Linked DNA regions of Mus musculus: region 2 is linked to region 1. The links are chromatin contacts, called in public Hi-C maps. All regions are on one chromosome and are shown on one strand. The core of a region is the stretch at or near the end of the contact, and the rest is flanking DNA. Distances in the headings are between cores, read along the strand shown. Region 1 has its middle 7.0 kb from the start of Mpl. Region 2 overlaps Cfap57 (cilia and flagella associated protein 57).

Region 1 (7,051 bases), core at 1,600-4,099:
GGTCAGAGAGCCATCTGTGGAGTTTGTTCTCTCTTTTCACCTTACATGGGTTCTGAAACTGGGATGTGCAACAAATGCTTTAACCCATTTAGCTACCCACTGGTCCAAAACAGGCATTCCTTGTTTTGGAAGCATCACGCTGGCTCCACTGTGGAGCATGGACTATACAGGGACAGGGTGAAAGTGAAGCGCATGCCTGTCAGATGCAGTGAGCCATTTCCTAGGAAGATATCAAGCACAGGATTATAACAAATAATGTGATCTAATCAGTAATGAAGAAACGTCCCCAAAGGAGTGGGGGTGGGGCGTTCTTCTCAGGATTCCCAGCCTCGTTTTTTTAAAGTACCTCTGATTAACAATCTGGAAGACAGGTAATATTGGTATCTGATGAGATTTCCCAAGTGATCCACAGACCTAACACCTCTGTCTGGGTCCCAGTTGATGAGATTTCCCAGGTGATCTGCAGACCTAATACCCCTATCTCAGTTGCTTGTTTCATAGAAATGGACAAATACAGCCTAGAGTCCATGTGGAACTGCAAGAAATCCAGAATGGCCAAAACAATAAGGAGGATCAACATTGGTAGGTTCACTTTTTCTGATTTCAAAACTTACCACAAAGCAACAAAACCCAAGACAATGTGGTACCAATACAGGGGCAGGCAGGGTACGAAGCTAAGAGTCCAGGGAGCTTGCTACACAATTGTGAGGACCTGAGTTCAATACTCAGTAGCCACATAAAAGCCCAGGTGTGATGGTGTTTGCCCATAACCCGAATGCTGGAGAGGCAGGGACAGGATGATCTCTGGGACTTGATGGCCATCGGGCTAGTCTTGTTGAAGAACACTAGGTCTATCCAATTAGAGAGTCTGTCTCAAAAATAAGGTAGAGACGACCAATCAGGCGACTTAATGGGTAAAGGCTCCTGCCACCAATGCCTGGCAACCTGAAATCAACGCCTAGGTCTCACTCAGTGGAGAGAAACGACTCCCAAATTTCTACACGCACACAGTGGCACACAGTGCATACACACACACACACACACACCACAAACAAATAAGTATTTAAATAAACGTAATTACAAAGAAGTTAAAGAGTGAAGGCAAGATCAGCGCAAGCCTACTGCAAGTGTGCAGGTGACATGATAGCGTGGAGATGATGAGCCAGAAGCAGCAGCTATGGAGGGGGAAGGGGAGGGACTGGTCATGGGAGTGGGAGCAAAGGGAAGAGTTTAGGATTCTTGCAAACTTCTGTCTCTATGATTGGTTCAATGTCTACCACTAAAAGAATGAAAATAGGGTGCTGGAGAGATGGCTCAGTGGTTAAGAGCACTGACTGCTCTTCCAGAGGACCTGAGTTTAATTCCCAGCAACCACATGGTGCCTCACAATCATCTGTAATGGGATCTGATGTCTTCTTCTAGTGTGTATGAAGATAACTACAGTATAGTCATATATATATATATAATCTTTTTAAAAAATAAACAAAAACAGAGAATGGTTACATGATGTTTCAATGCCAGATACTATTCCTGGCACTTTGCACACATTAGGTCTTCCTATAATTTAACATCCCTACTAGGTGGGTACTGTCATTTCCCTTATATAGAAGGTTCTCAGAAAGGCTAAGTAGCTTGACTTAATGTCTGACAAGAAGTGGCAAGGCTGTCATTCCAACATGGATGTCCTGGCTCCAGAGTGTCTCTTAGCCACAGTGTAATGCTTCTTTTTCTGGCAGGACAGGAGAGAATTGACGTGAGCAGTCCCTTTACAAATTCAACGTAAGTACACCAAGCCCATAAGTGGCAAGAAGGCACCAGTCTCCAACAGGAGATTCCCACGTCGCCACTGTGGACTGTAAGGACTGCAGCCTCCACTGTGAGCTACAAGCACAGAACTCAGCCATAAATCCTCAGTGTCGCCTACCCCGCCCACTCTAGCTTCACATCTCTCTGCTTCCCTCTTAGCCCTGTTTTCCTTGGACATGGCCTGGGCAGGAGTCGGAGCAAATGACCAGTCCAATGGCGCTCACTTGATTCCACGGAAGCAATGGAAAGAGCTGGAAGAAAAGCCTTATTAGGCAGACTCCCGGGAAAGGCCAAGCTGGAGGGCACCTGGTCAGAGGGGCCTCACCGCAGTCCTGGCGTAAAATATGGGAAGTCACACCACTTTACCCTGAGTCATTCGCTCCCTCTAACCCTCAGGGAAGGGGGTGATTTCCTGCAAGGCCTTCTGGGCAGCAGTGCAGGCTCCTTCCACCAGGAGTGTATCTCTTATCTCACCCAGGCCTTCTCCCATTAGCAACCCAAAGCTGCTAGAGGGGGGGGGGGCGGGGGGGCGGGGGGGGCGGAGGGGGGCGGGGGGGTGGGGGGGGCGGGGCAATCTCCTTTTTCTTTGGATCTGGGCCTTCAATTCAGAGGCTGGAGGGCGTCTGCCTAAGTAGGGCAACTCAGGAGCCAGGATGTCTCATGGAGGACTGGAGACAGAGCAGAGGACTGTCCAGGCTGTCCCCGTCCAGCCATCTCCCACGGGGATGCTTCTGGAAAGCGGCTGCTCTTTTTCCCACTTACTAGCATTGCAACCCTTTTGAGATGGGTTTGGGAACTCAGTCTCTGACTTTGAGAAGCCCTCCCCTCCACACACACACACACACCCATGCCCAATAGGCAATTCTTGATAAGTAAAGACAACAGAGGAAAGCCTACAAGGTGATCTTTGCCAAGGGTAGGAGTCTTTAAAAATAACCTTTAGGGGCTGGAAAGTTAAGAGTGCTCGCTGTACCCAGAGGAGCGGAATTCTGATCCCAGCATCTGTGTCAGGCTGCTCAGAACTCCAGTTCCGGAGGATCCCATGCCACCCTGAACACCTGCACCCACCCACACATATCCACATGCAGACACATACACCTACACATAATTAAAAATAAATGTAAAAAAAAATAGCCTTTAAGGACAAACAGATCTCAATACAAGTCTCAGTTCTTCCCTTTCAGAGAGACTCTAGACAACTCCTTCACTCCTCCTGAGCCTCAGCTTCTCTTCTGGAAGGACAAGGACTCAAGGGCACACAATAGAGCCATGGTATAGCATATGCATTACCACGGTGCTGGCAGGGAGCAAGGGTTTACTTTTTTTAATAAGAGAGGGAGTCACCTGGAAGAGCACCCACCCACCTACTCTTTCCCTGGGATAGTTCCTTCTTAGGACCCGTACCTCCTCTAGCTAGGGTAGAGACACAATATGGCTACTCTCATATAAAAAAAACACCTCAACAGACAAAGGTCCAATTGGTCTATATGCCAAGGAACACCAAATCTCAAAGACAAACGCCCAAAATAAAAACGGGGGACACATGCTTCCCCACAGGGGCACGAAGATTTGTGTGGACAGAAAGGGAAGAGCTGAGCGTAGTCAACCCAAACTTCTCCTTGCCATTCTTGGGAGTTAGTTTTAAATTATATCTAGGGCTGTAGTGGTGGCTCAGTGTTTAAGAGCACCTGCTGCTCTTATAGAAGACAACCCAAGTTTGGTTTCCGGGACCCACAACAGGTGGCTTTCAACTGCCTATAACTCTAGTTCTATCGGATCTGACACTCTCTTCTGGACTTCTTGGGCACACATACACATAAATTGTTTTAAATTTATATCTTATTATATAAACAAGCTAGCCTCAAACATGCTATGTGATCCAGACTGGCCTCCAAACTCAGGATCCTCCTGCCTGACTCTCTGGAGCCCTGGGACACCATGCATGAGTGAAGTGCCACTCCGTGCCTCTCCACTTTTACCAGAGCCGTTCCCGGGCTCACATCCTTGCCACCTGCCAATCTGAACGCGTGTTCTTGATGGTTTCCACGATACCATCTACTCTCGGCTCCATGGGTGGCGTGATCTTTTCTGTTGTCCCCAAGCTGCTGAGGATGGAAGGTTTTGAACACAGGGTCCTCTCACTGTAGGGAAGCTAACATTGACAGGCTAGAGAGAGAGCTTAAGGCTGAGGGACGGGGCTCCTACTGGAATGTCTTCTTGCTGGCCTTCCTCCTCAGCCTGGCACTCCTTCTCCTCTGTCCCCAGGTTTGGTAAAGTTACCTCTCTTATTGTCTCATATCAAAATCATGCTGTTCTCATTATAAAACAAGGCCCATTGCACGGACTGTTCCTGATAACACAGAAAAGGGGGCCTTTGAAAGGTGTGTGAACTTGAAAGGGTGTGATTCATTTTTAAAAGATCTTCTTCTTCTTCTTCTTCTTCTTCTTCTTCTTCTTCTTCTTCTTCTTCTTCTTCTTCTTCTTCTTCTTCTTCTTCAATTCATGCGTATGTAGGGGGGTTGCACTCAGAGGCCAGGTATCAGATGCCCCAGAACTACAGTTAGTGAACCATGTGGGTAGTGGGATCTGAACCCTGGTCCTCTGCAAGAGCAACAAATGCTCTTAACTTAACTGCTTACTCACTCTGTAGACCAGGCTGGCCTTGAACTCAGAAATCCACCTGCCTCTGCCTCCCAAGTGCTGGGATTAAAGGCTGTGCCACCACTGCCCAGCCCTGGCCCTCTTTTTTAAACAGCCTCATTATAAGTAGCTGGAACATAAGAAAATGACTCTCAAGGAAGTAGGACTTGAAACCAGGTCTAGAAGCACAAAGGACTCCTAGTAGTAGGCTGTTAAGTTGGGAAGGCTCTTTGACTGGAGAAGCCATAACAGTGGGGCTGGGGGCAGTCCTTGTTTTGGACTGGATTTAGAGACTAGAAAACAGCACCTTCAGAGGGAGAGATCCCAAGTACAGAAAGTGTAAAGATGAGAAGGGCCCTGGGTTCTAGCACAGAAAGACAGGTCTAAAAACCATGTAGAGGTCTGAAAAAATTCTAAGCAAGGGAAGAATAAAAGGCTGTTTGAGCATCAGATTAGACACCATGTAAGGAGATACCATTTGTAGATTAGCAGAACGGCAAACTTGAAATGCTCTTGACAGGACTAGGGAGATAGCTCAGTGGATTAAAACCCTTGCTGAGGATCCAAGTTCAGATCTCCAGAACCCATGTAAGAGCCTGGGCAGGTGTGGCTGTTGTAGTCCCAGCATTTATGAAACAGAAGCAAGGGTTCCCTGGGGAAAGTTGCCTAGCTGGATTAGCTGAAATTGGCACGCTAGGGGTTTATCTAGAGATCCTGCTTAATAAATAAAATGGAGAGTGACCAAGGTAGATACCCAACATCAAGTTTGAGCCTCTCCATGCTCACATATGCAGCTGTACACAGAGGAACATGCATGCACATATGAACACAAGGCAAGCAACAATTTGAAATCAATAAAATGACGAAAGGGGAAGATACAATGTTCTGATGTGCTAATATAAATGGACTCGTTGCAGAAGGATGTCTGACAATATTGGGAAACAGATGGAGAGATAGAGAATTCTGGAGCCTAGAGCTACCGACACTTAGACTTTCTGATTCGATAAAACTGCCCGAGGTTGGGAAATCTGGACCGATAGGGAAATAAAGAGGGCTCAGAATTACAAGAGCCAGTTCTCTTCCCAGCCCTCTATTTAATGGTGTCTTCTTTAGGAGCTTGATGTGCAGGTACACATTTGTGTGTGCACTTGGAACCAGGGAACAACAACAGCAAAACAAAAACGAAACAACAACAGCAATAATAACAAAAACAAAAAAAGTGTCGTTCCTCACATGCTGTCACTGTTTTTATTGAGACAGGGTCTAGCACTGGCCTGGGACTTGCCAAGTAAGTTAGGCTGGATCGCAGGGATCTGTTATCAATATGTCTTTGGTACTGGCTTTACAAGCATGCACATATACCATCTCACCTGACTTATTAAGAATCTCTCTATGTAGTCCTAAATGTCCTGGAATTCACTATGTAGACCAGGCTGGCCTCAAACTCATACAGAACTTCCTGCCCCTGCCTTCCAAGTGCTGGGAATAAAGATGTGTATCACCACGCCTGGCTAGACAAACCTTTTTCACATGGAACCTAGGGCTCAACTCAGGTCTCCAGGCTTGGCAACAACCTCTTTACTCCATGAGCTATCTCCCCAGCTTGAATACCGGCATCTGTAAACCAAGTCTACTGCTTTGGATTGGACCTTGGGGTCTGCAGGACTTTTTAACCAAAGAAACCTGAACCACAAGGCTTCTGTCCCCTGTGCCAGTTCCTGCTTGATTTTCTACAGAAATAAAGAACTGGAGACAGTAGCTCTTCCTAGTTGCATAAATGCAGAGGAAACTGAACAATGACAGGGACAGGTAGCTGAAACTCCTCGGATGCAGGAGCCAGAGGCACCCATCTTGGCCCTGTGACAATCATAAAGTCCCTGTGGACTCTGCTTAACCACTTCTGCACTGCCTCCCTTAGAAGTCGTAGAACTTGGTAGGAACTTGGATGCTGGAGTAGAGGGAGAAGGAAGATTTGAGAGTTGCCCTTGGGTTTCAGGTTCAGATGCCTAGCCCATGTAAGATGCAGAAGATAGGAGAAGATGGTCCACAGGGCATCTGAGGGTAATAGTTCTGCTTGGGACATGATGGATTTAAAGTTCCAAGGAAAGACAAACCAAGAGAGATGTTTAATAATAACTAAGATTGATGAGGTCTCGGGTTTATAGAAGAGTCAAAAGCAGTGTGACTCAGACAGCACGGAGGGCTAAGAATGGATGCATGGGAACTGCAAGACTTAAGAGAAAGAGAAGTCACAGGAGACTGTGGAGACAATGTTACAGCAGACATGAGGAAACGGAGAGAAGCTGCCACTGTGAACTAGGAGGAGAATGGGTTGATGGCTGCAAACAGCTTGAGACTGAACAAGGTAGGGTGAGGGACACAGTAAGGTTGTCATGGCTGCTGAGAAATGGAGGGAGGTAGAGTTCAAGGCTGCATGTGCTGGTCAGGCAGGAGGACCTCATGGGCCACGAGGAGGCATTTGAGTTCTATTCTAAATGCTATGGGACGTTGTCCAGGGATGTTAGCGGGAATGAAGATACAGCGTTAAACATACCAGTGAGATGGAAAGAATAATTCCTAGCCAAATGGATGGACCTGGAGGGCA
Region 2 (6,744 bases), core at 718-3,217, 99 kb before region 1:
CAGCCAGTAGGGGGAGCTATGGGCATTCCCGTCCCTTCTCTGACATCACTATCAGAAAGTTCAGCCAAGACATACATCCCTTCTCTGTTCCAAAAGCCTAAGGCGGCCTTGGTTACCTTGTTTCAAAGTCTCCACATAAACACCTTAGTGTGAGCAGACTGCTCTGGGATTCTCCAAACTTGGAACTGATGAGATCTTTCCTGCCACCCAGTAGCTGAGTAGGGTAGGTCTGGACGATTAGAAGGGTATGGCTCCGCCAGGATGCCAGCAGGAAGAGAAGGCTTAGCAAGCTTGTTGAACTCATTATTATTATTTTTTTAAACAAAGCCACATGCAGTTGACATCACTATGACCTTTGGCTTCCTCAGAACATAGACCACCCTAGAAAACATTTTTTTAGGGAACTCATTGTGTCTTTGTGGGGGTATCTTTGGCTATCCATCTGTCTGAGCCACTGGAATAAGACTGACATAAAGAGGGGAGCATAGAAGGCAATAGACATGTAGGGACAGGGCACCACTCTGGAGGCAGACCCAGCCACACTCAAACTCCCATTATTCACTTTCTCGATGTTCTCATAGCCACAGGAATCTGAGAATACCTTCCCTGTGAGGCTGCTGAGCCTCGAGGTTGCTGTTATTCTCAGCATAGTTTTTATCATCACAGCAGCAGTGCCTTTCGTGGGGTTTGCTCCCTCAGGGCTCCTGGCCGAGACAGTCCTCTCCACCTTCCGTCATCCCTGCCTCTCACCGCGTTAGGTTCATGCTTCTGATTCAAATGACATCAGATACTACTCCAGCCAAAAGAGACGTCCATCTTTAGCACAGTGACCAGTTCATAGCTCTCAGGAACCGTGACGTTGGCGGTAAAGGGCCGATGAAGGAACAAAAGAGCAGATGCAGGGTGCTGGGCTACATTTGATTTCTGGCCTTAGTCACACTCCATTAAGGTGGCGTCCTGTGGGACCGGAGAGATGGTTCAGTGGTTTAGAGCATTTGCTGTTCTTCCAAAGGACTTGGGTTCGATTCCCAGCACACACTCTGTAACTCTGTACAGCTCACGACTATCTGTAACTCTAGTTCCAGACGATCCAATATCCTGTTCCAACTTCCTCAGGCACCAAGCATGCACAGGACACACAGATATATACAGGCAAAACACCCGTATACATAAAATAAAATAATAAAGGGTGGGTGGGGGAAGATGGGGTCATACCCTGGGGACTCATCATGGAGGTGCCACAAAGCTGGCAGTGGGGCCAGAGACAGGCACTCAGGCACTCACACCACAGGATATCAGGAGCCTGAAACCCCAATCACAGGGCTGTGACTGGCAAGGGGGTGGGGAGATCCTAGGGCTCTGCCTCCAGTCACTCCACTAATAGAATGGGGCTGTCAGACAGCAGAGACACATCACAGTGGGCAAGCCGGCTCAGACACGGAACCGATGGGGCTCATTGACACAGTGGCTCAGCATGCCTAGGAGAGGAACCTGAAAGCACTGGAAAGGGCACCCACAGCCTCTAGTCTCTGGACACCCCCCCCCCCCGTGTTCTTCCTTTATTGAATGAGGCAGAAGTGAAGCTAAACAAAGCCTACTAAGACCCTGCAAGCCCCAGGCCTGTGAGCATGCCCAGAAGTTCTTTGTGGCTCTCAAAAGACCCTCTCCTCTGCCTCCGTACCAGCCACATTCTTCACCTGCTTATCCAGCCCACAAATATTTACTGAGCACCCCTCACAGGCAGAGCGATGCCCTAGGTCTTAGTGTCCAATAAAAAAAGAAAATGTATCGAAGTAATCCCATTATGATACAAAGCCAGAGTGGAAAAGACCCAGGGGAGACTGGCAGGGAATTTTACTAGACAGCATCTGGAAAGGATATGTGAGTGACCATTGCCAGGGCCTGGGTTGGCTTAAAAAGTAAAACATTAGATGGAGAAAACCCTTGAACTCAGAAAAGCAGGCCTGGCGTCTGGCCTGGAGAATGAGGACTGGCAGTGAGCACTGGGCCTGCTTCCAGCATGGAGGGGATTCTTACAGGGAGGAGTGTGGAAATGTAGCGCTCTGCTGAAACTCGAAAGGTCTGGGTCTGCGCTGAGACTGGGAGGCTCTGAGGGATCTCTGGGCTAACCCCAGCAGTCCCTGCTCTCCCAAGGGCCCCACAGGCACTTCTTCACAGCAGAGGAGGACTTGCTGTCCAGGCTCTGGCCTAACACCCCCACGCAGCGGTGTTCCAGTGTGGTCCTAAACAGCGCCGTCCTACACAGACCGAGCCTAGAGACAGGCACTGCCACTTAGGAAAGCAGAGACTTGGGCTGGGGAGATGGCTCAGTAGGTGAAGTGCTGGTTACATGAGTGTGCAGACCTCAGTTCAGGTCCTCTGCACCCACATGCAAAGCTGCCGAGACTGTGTGTGCCTGTAACCTCAGCGCTGTGGGTAGAAGAGGCGGGAGGATAGCTGGGGTTTGGTGCCCACTAGCCTAGCTGTAGGCCCAGTGAGAGACTGTGTCTCATCAGGACCCTGATGTCCTCCTCTGGCCTCCACACCTACATAGACATGCACACACATGTACAATGCATGCACACGTACACACACATACATACACATGTCCAGTCACTCCATACCTACAGGGCTAGGGACTCCTCCATGGTGGTATCAGAGGAGGACCCTTGTGCTAAGTGTAAAGTGGAAGGCAGAGATTTGGGGTGCAGGAAATTAGAAAAAAAAGAAACTCACCCCATATCAGTCATGCTGTACTTCTGTCTCCTTGTCCTCCTATTCCATGTTCTGGAACATTCTTTTCTCTCTTCTTTGCTAAGTCCTTTAAGCCTCAGCCCTGGGGTCAACTCCTAAGAGTCCATCTGACATACAGACAAGATTGTCTTTCTGTGTGTCTTTGTCCTTCACATCAGCAAGCCAGAGCAACACAAACACGTTCCTACCCCAACTGCACTGTAAAGTACTCTGTAAAGAGCAGGGACCAGATCTCACTTTCATTCTCTTTTTAAACGCTTCTCTCATATGTTTCAACCTGACTGCAGTTTCCCCTCCCTTCCTCTCCTCCCAGGACCTCCGCCATCACCTGCCTTCTCCTCCAGATCTACTCCTCCATGTCCCTTCAGAAAAGAGCAGGCCTCCCAGGGAGATCCACCAAACCCGGCCTAACAAGTTACTATAAGACTAGGCACAAACCCTCATATCAAGGCTGGGCAAGGCAACCCAGTCAGAGGAAAAGGGCCCCAAGAGCAGGCAAAGGAGTCAGAGTCAGCCCCACTCCCACTGTCTAGCTTTCTCTATACCCCAGGACCCAAGAGCAAGGTGGGGAAGAAAGGGTTTATTTGGCTTACATTCCATATCACTGTTCATCATCAAAGGAAGTCAGGACTGAAACCCAAACAGGGCAGGAACCTGGAGACAGGAGATGATGCAGAGGTCATGGAGGGGTTGCTGCTTACTGGCTTGCCCCGCATGACTTGCTCAGCCTGCTTTCTTACAGACTCAAGACCACCTATCCAGGGATGGCACAACCCTACAACCAGTTCTTTTTTTTTTTTTAAGATTTATTTATTATTATATCTAAGTACACTGTAGCAGTCTTCAGACACACCAGAAGAGGGCGTCAGATCTTATTACAGATGGTTGTGAGCCACAATGTAGTTGCTGGGATTTGAACTCAGGACCTCTGGAAGAGCAGTCAGTGCTCTTAACCTCTGAGGCATCTCTCCAGCCCCCTACAACCAGTTCTTATGGAGGCCTTTTCTCAACTGAGGTTTCGTCCCTTCAGAAAACTCTAGCTTGTGTCAAGTTGACATAAAACTAGCCAGCATGGGTATCTAGTAAAGATTTATTAAATAGATGGATATCAGGCCATCATAAATAGGTAAATCTCCAGTAGATATAGCAGATATTAAATAGCAGCTTACTTGTCTGTGTTGTTCACTAAATAGCATGATACTGAGGGCAAGAGTTTGTTGTTGCATCTGCGGACTTAGTAGATGCCCTTTAGTTTAACCAAACCAATAGGGGTATAAGAACAGAGTAGAACAGTGCTAAAGAGTGTTGCTGAGGTCAACATCCTGGCTCTGCTACTTGCTAACTGTATGGCTCAGGCCACTTACATGACCTCTCTGGTGCCTCTGTTTCCTTTCCTGTAAAACTATGGTTATAGGGTCAGGGGGTCTAGTTCAGTGGTAGAGCAATGCTTAGCATTCATAAGGCCCTGGGTTCAATTTCCAGAACCATCGCCAGGTGACAGTAATAGCCTCTCTAGCAGAGCATATTCAAAGCACTCAGGAAAGTGCTGTTATGGGCGTTTGAAAGAGCACAGGTGGGTGGGAAAGTGCAAGTCTGCCTGAAATCAAGTTAGCTGGTGCCTTAAAGGCTTGGCATTGAACAGGACAGAGGCTCCTGCTGGGTGCAGGATCCAGAGGGCTAACCTAGATCCAGGCCCCTGGGTTCTTAAGCCCAGGAAGGGTCACCCTGCACCCACAGAGCACCTGCATATCACGCTTGCTGTCTTCCGTTCTTTTTTAAAGGAAAATGTCTCTCTGATCAAAGAAATTAATGAGCTCCGCAGGGAGCTGAAGTTAACCCGCTCCCAAATCTATGACCTTGAATCGGCCCTGAAAGTATCCAAGAAGACGCGCTCACAAGAAGTTCCAGAGTCAGGTAATACCACGGGGAGTTGGGCACCAAGACCAAGACCCAGTGACCATGAGCAGGTCTCCCTTTGGCTTCTTTCAGTACAGAGTCACATCCGCCCATGGTGTTTCGGAGCCTCTCCAAGGCACACTGTGCCAGCTCTCCAGAGGATCTGAGGAACTTCCCACATCCACTCTCTCACTGTCGGGGCCCCAGGCTCCTGTCTGAAATCCTCAGTGTTAGCTGCAATTCAGAACTCAGAATCGTGCAGGTTTTAGAAAAGTGCATGCTGTATATTATATAACATCCCCAGGAGGTCTGGGGCAGTGCCCTGAAATCAAGCACATTAGTATTCTACAGTGATTTGTGAATATTCAAACCAGGCTTCATGAATTTAAAAACATGAATCTCTCTCTCTCTCTCTCTCTCTCTCTCTCTCTCACACACACACACACACACACACACACACACACCCCTCTACATTTTAGAATTGTGGGTAAGGGACCTATACAATCAAAATGAAGGCAAAACAATGAGAAACTATTTCAAGGGAGGGAGAAATTACATAAGAAATGTTCACGAAGGTGGTGACTCGGGTGACACATTAAAGCACCTCTGAACATCTGCTAGCCAAGGCAAAAAGGGAAAGAGAGAAGTACAATAGTGAGTACCCCTACACTTGGGAGACCGAGGCAGGAGCATTGCCATGAGCTCAAGACCTGGGCTACAGTGTGAGACCCTGGCTCGAAAGGGAGGTAGTTTACATAATTGTCATTGCGTGGCAGAAAGAAGGGACTTATTCTCTGGAGAATAAACTTTTTCCTGGCACTAGATTCCATGAGAAACTTATCACACAGCTCTCTAAGAAAGGAATGCTGACCAACAGCCTCCAGTCTCCACAGGCTCTGTGGCAATATATACTCTCTGTCATCTTCATACCTGACAATCAGTACAAACCAAGAACACGAGGCATCTCTATGAAGGGTACGTCAGTGAAGCAGACACACCCTGTCTTCTGTTGGTTGCTATTCAGGAACAGAGACTCATGGGCTGGAGCGTCCCAGAGCAGTGCCTTGGGATTCTGGACGCCATGGGAACTCTCGGGGCTATTTTTGCAAGCTGTGTAGAGCCCAGTGCTGCGTGACTATGTGCAGTCTATGATGAGCCCCACATGTGATTCTGGTGCCTTGTCCTCACGGCCTTCTTAGAGTACGGGAACTGACCGGTGTTCACACGGTGATGAGATCATCTACTGACTCTCAGTTCCCGGACCGCATGCATCTCTGCTGTTAAGCATCATGTGTATATGCATGTATACAATTGTGTCAGATTATGGTTAGTATGACAGTTAGGACCGGGGTGGTCCCTAAAGTCACCATCTTCAGTCCTCAACACGGACGTGAGAACACGGTATCCATCCTGAAGCAGGAGCTTCACATTTCCCAGGGGCCACCTTCTTTTGGGTTGTAAGGGCTCAGGAGCAGGGGTGGGGGGCGGGGTTGGGGGTAGGGATTGGGTAAAGCTCAGATACACCTGTAAACAACTGCAAAGCTTCTCTTAAAATATTACAAACCTGGCATGGTGGCGTACACCTCTAATTCCAGCACTCAGGAGGCAGAGGCAGGTGGACCTCTGTGAGTTCAAGGTCAAACCTGGTCTATATAGTGAGTTCCAGGAAAGTCAGGGCTACATAATCCTGTCACAAGTGTCACTGGGTATAATGGTATAGTGTAGTCTCAGCATTTGGCGAGGTGAGAGCGGAAGTATAAACCCAGTGCAGGATAAGTGGAAAAAGGAAGGCAAGAAGATCCCAGGGGCAGGCAGGTTACCAGCCTGGCTGAAAACAACTATCTCCAGGTTCCCGCTCTCAAGGGAATAGTAGGTGGAGATTGAGAGGAAGATACAGGGTGTCCTCCTGTGGCCTCTCCAGGTGCACCTGTGCACACACCAAGGAAGGGGGGGTGGAGAAATGAGAAAAGAGGGGAGGAGAGGAGGGACGTGGGAGTAAATGCTAGAGATTTGCCAAAGCATTTTGAAAGTTCTTATCTGAGATCACACACACACACACACACACACACACACACACACACACACACCAGGCTT

The links. A called contact is a pair of places that touch in the nucleus more often than the background predicts.
Region 2: a Hi-C map of the N1E-115 cell line shows a contact between it and region 1, with 3 times the contacts expected there. The contact joins two enhancer-like sites. A contact is called at or near these places in 2 of 39 promoter capture datasets (embryonic stem cells and neural stem cells), 2 of 15 datasets of contacts at CTCF or cohesin (the NIH/3T3 cell line and embryonic stem cells), 28 of 484 Hi-C or Micro-C datasets (B cells, CD8 T cells, the CH12 cell line and 10 more), 5 of 115 datasets of contacts at active chromatin or transcription factors (the HPC-7 cell line and embryonic stem cells) and 3 of 9 other capture datasets (adipose tissue, embryonic stem cells and pancreatic islet).

Annotation. Positions count from the first base shown.
Region 1 is chr4:118,460,944-118,467,994 of GRCm38.p6, reverse strand. No RefSeq gene overlaps it. Among named protein-coding and RNA genes, the nearest start is that of Mpl, 7.0 kb to the right of the region's middle. Within about 2 kb of position 2,849, at least 60 of the 459 cell types and tissues checked have an H3K27ac peak or open chromatin away from gene starts, as enhancers often do. A contact at or near this core is called in the N1E-115 cell line, where this site is marked.
Region 2 is chr4:118,559,719-118,566,462 of GRCm38.p6, reverse strand. Cfap57 (cilia and flagella associated protein 57) reads left to right here. Exons shown (of 23, transcript NM_026789.5): 22 at 4,536-4,668. It overlaps Gm52677 (a long non-coding RNA gene), which reads right to left. Exons shown (of 3, transcript XR_003955099.1): 2 at 602-957. Among named protein-coding and RNA genes, the nearest start is that of Gm52677, 8.7 kb to the right of the region's middle. Within about 2 kb of position 1,967, at least 11 of the 459 cell types and tissues checked have an H3K27ac peak or open chromatin away from gene starts, as enhancers often do. A contact at or near this core is called in the N1E-115 cell line, where this site is marked.